Linked DNA regions of Mus musculus: region 1 is linked to region 2. The links are chromatin contacts, called in public Micro-C maps. All regions are on one chromosome and are shown on one strand. Each heading gives the region's core, a stretch centred on a gene start, on an enhancer-like site or on the middle of the called end of the contact. The rest is flanking DNA. Distances are from core to core; before and after follow the strand shown.

Region 1 (3,033 bases), core at 7-2,506, 1.2 Mb before region 2:
AGGGTTCAGCTCTGAGGACGTGGCTGCTTAGCCCTCTTCAGCTGGAAGGGAGTAGAGAGGACTCCAGGCCCTGAACAGTTTCCTGGTATCCCCTCTCCGCTTTGCCTTGTGGTCCCTGTCCTCAGCTCTTGAGGCCGCAGGAACTTTAGAGTCAGAGAGAGCTAGGAGGAGGCCCCACGTCTGGGCCTGGGTTAGCACCCGTCTCCTGATGAACTTAGGCCACGTTGGCCTAGCCTTCCACTTAGTATTTCCCCATTGCTCTCATACCCGCCTCCGCCCTGCAGTGAGCATCAGAGTCTTTCAGACTGACCCCCACCTCACCGCCGGCCCCCACCCCACCACCTCACCGAGTCTAGCCCTTCAAGGAAGAGACTCACACTGGGGGTCACACACTGACTCTTTAGGGATAGGGCTGTGATTAAGAGCGGGGCTCTGGTCCTTGTGACTAGAAAAGTCCTGAATGCTAGCTAGTGTCTGTTCCCTCCTAGTCCCTGGCCATTTTCCTGTGAACAGATCTGCTCTCACTATAGTTTGACTTTGCCAGGGTCTGGGGTGGGAGATGAGATCCAGAAGGACTCTGGCCTTGACCTCTGCTCCTAGTAAAAAATGAATGTCAGGTAGAGTGAGACTATCAGGTGACAGAGGACATGGGTCCTAGGAAGCCTGGTAAGAGTCACCTGGAGAAGGGTTTTGAGGGAGAGGGGACAAACCAAAGGGACACCTCGTCTGCATGGCTAGGGATCTTGAAGAAGGGGACAGTACTTGTTCTGTCCCCTTTATGGAACCCTCTGTGACTTCTATCCCTTTGAGCTCGTTCTGAAGGTTGACCACAAGGGACCAGGTGACCTTTTGATTAGAAAGCCGTATAAAGGTGAAAGGGCCAGGTGGAGCTTGGATGTCTTTCTCACTCCTGGTCCTTGATGTCTTATCTACAGGGCAACCTCCAGGGCTGGCTGGACACTGGTCATTTTCAGGGTCTGGACTCCCAGAGGTTCTGGGACATGGCAATCACTCCACTCTCTGTTCTCTTCCTTCTCAGCCACGCTTTGCCAGCCTCTGCACCCCTGTCCTGACCTACCGAAGGGTCTCTGGAAGGCTAAGAAGGGCTCCCTTCAGTATTTGGACTCTAAGCAGGCCCCTTTCTTTTTTGCCTTTAGATTTTTCTGTCCCCCACTTTGCCCCTAAGGCTTGGATGAGCCAGAAGGGTGGGGCTCCCTGTTGGCAAGACTCAATTTTGCTGGCTGGGAGTTTTTCAGGGTGCTAATTAAAAGGAACCACCCAGAGAGAATGACTTCACTTGTTCTCACACACACACCCTTCGGCCCTGCCCTCTCCAGTGGCCCCATTCACACGCCGGGGCGCACTGCGGGTGGAGGAGCCCACGGCAAAGGCAAGACCCTTTGTGTCTGTCCACAAGCCAAGTGCAGGCTCAGAGCATTTTTAGCATTTCCCCTCCTAGTCCAATGTTGCTGTGGCTGCATTTCCCTCGCTGGTCCCCTCCCTGCTGAAATAGACAGGCAGAAACTGACTCTGGGTGGGAAGGAAGATGGTGTCTTCCCAGGTCACACGCACCCCCCCCCCCCCGCCCCACTCTCCCAATAGGAGCGCTGCTGTGAGGAAATCTTTCCCTGGCTGGGATTCCGTCCAGTTCTCGGGCTTCATCCCCTGTGGAATGGGCCTCACTGAAGAGAACTTAGTAGGGCCACTGTGTACTGTGGTTTTGAGGATCTCTCCGCATTACTTACTGTCTTCTCTGCTCCCTAAACTCTTCCCAAAATGTGGTCACGATCCCTTTCCACTCTGCACTGCCGGGTGGCCACGTGAGCCTAAGGTGGGCTCTGATACTCATGTTGGAATATTTAATGATGGTTCTTAGAGCCCAACTCTCCCAAATACTCTTGCATCGCTTTTTGGGAAGACCACGTTGACTCACTTGGTCTTGGTTATTTAGTGGAGGGGCGAAATGGTAACTTTCTGGGCTGACTCAGGATCTGGGAGATCCTGGGTGCTAGGCAGCGTTAGAACCGCTGGGAGGCGAAGAGATGCCACGAGCAACCCCAGTGGGGAGAGGGGAGGAGCTAGGCTATTTCCCAGTCTCCCTGCATTCTGGGATTGCCCTGTAGGGGTCGCCCTAAGCCAGGTTTCCACAGATAGCAGCGGCTCATTGCTTCTTCAGAGTCTGGGTCGCATCTCCGACCCTCTGTCCCCCAGTTTGAATTCTTTCCTTCCTCCAGGGTCCTCCAGCTACCAAGAGTCCAGGAAAGGGCACAAAGCAGGGACAGAGACAGCTTGTGACCTAGAGGCTGTGAAGTGACAGGAGTGACAAGTGTTGGTGGCTAGAAAGAGCACATGCAAATAGCATGCAAACGAGCATGGCTGGACCGTCCTGAGTAGCACCTGCCAGTCTGGGCCCAGGCAGGCATCCTTTTCCTAGCCCTGGGTGAGGATAGAAGCACCTGACTCTTCCCTGGCTGTGTAGACACGTGCTACCCCTTAAATGCCACCATAACTCAGGCAGGGGCTATCGTCCTCATTTTACAGATGGCTCCCATGAATGTTTCTGCTTTCTCCCTTTTCTCTCTACAGATCAGATCGCAATCCCAAGTGAGCGTGGGACTAATTCAGCAAGCAACCCTTCTCTTCCAGTAGGGTCTGTTGCTCTCCGGTGCAGAGATACTGAGAACCTCTAAAACACCACAGGAGGGGGAGGATGGTGTCATAGGGGTGCCAGCTTTCATCTGCCTGGGTCCCACTGCTTGCTTTGTTGTCTCATGAGGGGGTCACTTGTTCAACTTCTCTCCCTTCTCTAGGTTGGTTGCACCTTTTCCTTTGTGTTTGTGTGGGGCCTGGGATTTGGAATTGTCCTATCTAACTCACCAGTGACTTGTTGTCTTCTCAAGGCCCAGGGGCTGAAGGTGACATTCCAGGAGGGAGGAAGACCTGTTCCAGCTCTGCCTCAGGGAGGAGTCCATCTTTGGCTCCTTAACACCATAGCCTCTCCAGCGTTCTCCATTTTCTGGGTCCTGTTCTTTC
Region 2 (2,700 bases), core at 126-2,625:
TCTTTATAACTGTGGATATGCTAGTGTTAGAATGCTCTAATGGTTCTGGATTTTTGTAATTTATTATTATTATTAATTATTATTATAGAACTCACTAGGCTGACCTCAAACTCTTTTCTATCAGTATTTTATATGTATGGACATTTTGCCTGCTTATATATCTATGTATCACTGTGTGTAGTTCCTGGGGAGGCAAGAATAGGGTGTCTGGATATTGTATGTATATATGTGTATATATGTGTGTGTGTATGTGTTTGTACGTGTGCATACACGTATGCAAACATATGTGCTCATGTGTATAACGGTCAGGAATTGACTTTGGGTGTCCTCTAAAGCTTGCTTTTTTGAGGTAGGATCTCTTCCTGAGCATGGAGCTCGCAACCATGCAAAACTAGCTGGCTATTGACCGTGGTGATCTGCCAGTCTCTGGCTCCCCAGCCTTGGAGTCACAGACCCTCACCAGCAAGCCCAACTGCTCCATGGGTGCCAAGGATCTGAACTCTGGTCCTTGGGCTTGCACATTCACCCACATTTCCTTGGTACCTTTTCAGATCATTTCATTTATTTATAGCTGGAGCTATCTCATTGGACAGAATTCCCAGCGAGAGGAATGCAGATTCTCTGCCTCTTCTGGTCCATTGATATGGAAACAAATGTAACTAAGGCTGCTGGTATCTGTATCATGTCTCGGCTGGTTTTTCCTTACTGTTTTTTTCAATTTGATGCAAGCTAGAGTTACATATGAAGAAGAACCTCAATTAAGAATATGTCTCAGCGGGGCGTGGTAGGGCATGCCTTTGATCACGTCTTTAATCCCAGCACTCAGGAGGCAGAGGCAGGCAGATTTCTGAGTTCAAGGCCAGCCTGGTCTACAAAGTTACAAAGTGAGTTCCAGGACAGCCAGGGCTATAAGTCTTGAAAAACCAAAAAAAAAAAAAAAAAAAAAAAAAGAATATGCCTCCATCCGTAGATTGGCCTGTACGCATGTCTGTTGGGCATTTTCGTGAATATGATTGATGCGCAAGGCCCAGCTCACTGCAGGTAGTGCCTGCCCTGGTGGTGGGCTGCATAAGAAAGCCTTCAAGAGTAAATCAGCAAGAGACCAGGTCAGTGTTTGTCCACAGCTCTGCTTCAGCTCCCGCCCCCAGGTCTCTGCCTTAAGTTCCTGCCCTGACTCCCTTTCATGGTGGGCTATAAAGCTGTGAGCTGAAATAAGCTTAAATAAGCTAAAATAAACCCTTCCCCCCGCCCCAAGTTCCTTGTGGTTGTGGTGTTTGACACAGAGACACAAACCAGACTACTATGCAATACCACCCTGCTTCCTACCTACTTCAGAGAGAGAGATAGGAGACACACCCATCACCCGCTTACCTCATCTCTGCTGTTTTCTGTGCTCTGCGTTTCCAGGGAGACAAGCCGTCCAATTTGCGCAATGCTACGTGATCTACCACACACAGGACGCATTTTGCCATCTTATTTAATTTATTATAGATGTTGGGACCCGGCACTGTTTTTCTGAGCAGGTCCTCTCTCTACCATTCATTATCTGCAATTGACCCTCTAACTAATAAAGGCCAGAGTTTTTCACATTTTTTTTTTCAGATAACATTTACTCATGTAATGTGACTCAAAAACATTAAGAACAGCATTTTGGGTTTTGTTTTCCTGTTTCTGTTGTTTAGTTTGAGGTCAATTTTGTTAAGAGTTTACAAAGAAAAGCACCAAGGCAAGCAGGCTGTAAATCCCAGCAGCTGTGGGCAGGAGGGAAAAGAAGAGGAAGAGAGAGCCATGCTGTTTGCAAAGCAGCCACACAGCAGAAAGTGCAAAGCGGGTGAGGTTGGGTTTAAGTTTCAGAGAAAGACTGGAAACGCCCTGACTACCAAAGAAACATACATAAGGCTCTGGACAGCATGAGAGAGAGAGAGAGAGAGAGAGAGAGAGAGAGAGAGAGAGAGAGAGAGAGAGAGAGAGAGAGAGAGAGAGAGAACAGTTAACAGGCAGGACCACAGATATTCACAAAGCAAGTTGCAGCAGGGATGCAGGGATGCTTGTGTACCATAGAGAAGACCCTCACAAGGGCTTCAGGGAATAAGAAGTTCCACAGAAAGGCAGCAGGGCTGAGCCTGCACTCCTAGAGAAATTGAGCCGGTTATTTCTCAAAGCAAGAGATTGCCCTGTAGCACACCCTGAGGTAGAGACGGCACAAGGTTCTCCTGGGTTCCCAGATAAGCACTAGAGAAAACAGGAATGTTATCCACCCACAATTTTCTCTCTCAGAGAAGGGTTTTTCACCTGTTTTCCACAAAAAAGGCTGGGCGTGGGTGGTGTTTATAGCCTGGTGGTCTTTTACTACCTATAGAGCCAGACCTCCTCTGAACCTTCCAGACTCCCGAGTGTTGTCTCTCTAGCAATAGAACCAACTCTTTCTTTCTCTCTCTCTCTTTCTTTCTTTTTTTCTTTTTTAAGATTTATTTTATGCACACTGTAGCTGTCCTCAAACACACCAGAAGAGGATTACAGATGGTTGTGAGGCACCATGTGATTGCTGGGAATTGAACTCAGGACCTCTGGAAGAACAGTCAGTGCTCTTAACTGCTGAGCCATCTCTCCAGCCCTAGAACAAGTTCGTATAGAAGAGGTCACTCGTGCTTTGCAAAAGACATGCCCTTTGCAAAGGAGTTTTGATGTAGTTGTGTGTCT

What was found. Hi-C and Micro-C count contacts between places; a contact is called where the count stands out from the background.
Region 1: a Micro-C map of the G1E-ER4 cell line shows a contact between it and region 2. The contact joins two enhancer-like sites. A contact is called at or near these places in 1 of 15 datasets of contacts at CTCF or cohesin (embryonic stem cells), 5 of 484 Hi-C or Micro-C datasets (the G1E-ER4 cell line and muscle stem cells) and 1 of 115 datasets of contacts at active chromatin or transcription factors (astrocytes).

Annotation. Positions count from the first base shown.
Region 1 is chr15:101,972,929-101,975,961 of GRCm38.p6, reverse strand. It overlaps a transcript of Krt78 not described here. Among named protein-coding and RNA genes, the nearest start is that of Krt78, 20 kb to the right of the region's middle. Within about 2 kb of position 1,256, at least 170 of the 459 cell types and tissues checked have an H3K27ac peak or open chromatin away from gene starts, as enhancers often do. A contact at or near this core is called in the G1E-ER4 cell line, where this site is marked.
Region 2 is chr15:100,749,021-100,751,720 of GRCm38.p6, reverse strand. No RefSeq gene overlaps it. Among named protein-coding and RNA genes, the nearest start is that of Slc4a8, 11 kb to the left of the region's middle. Within about 2 kb of position 1,375, at least 65 of the 459 cell types and tissues checked have an H3K27ac peak or open chromatin away from gene starts, as enhancers often do. A contact at or near this core is called in the G1E-ER4 cell line, where this site is marked.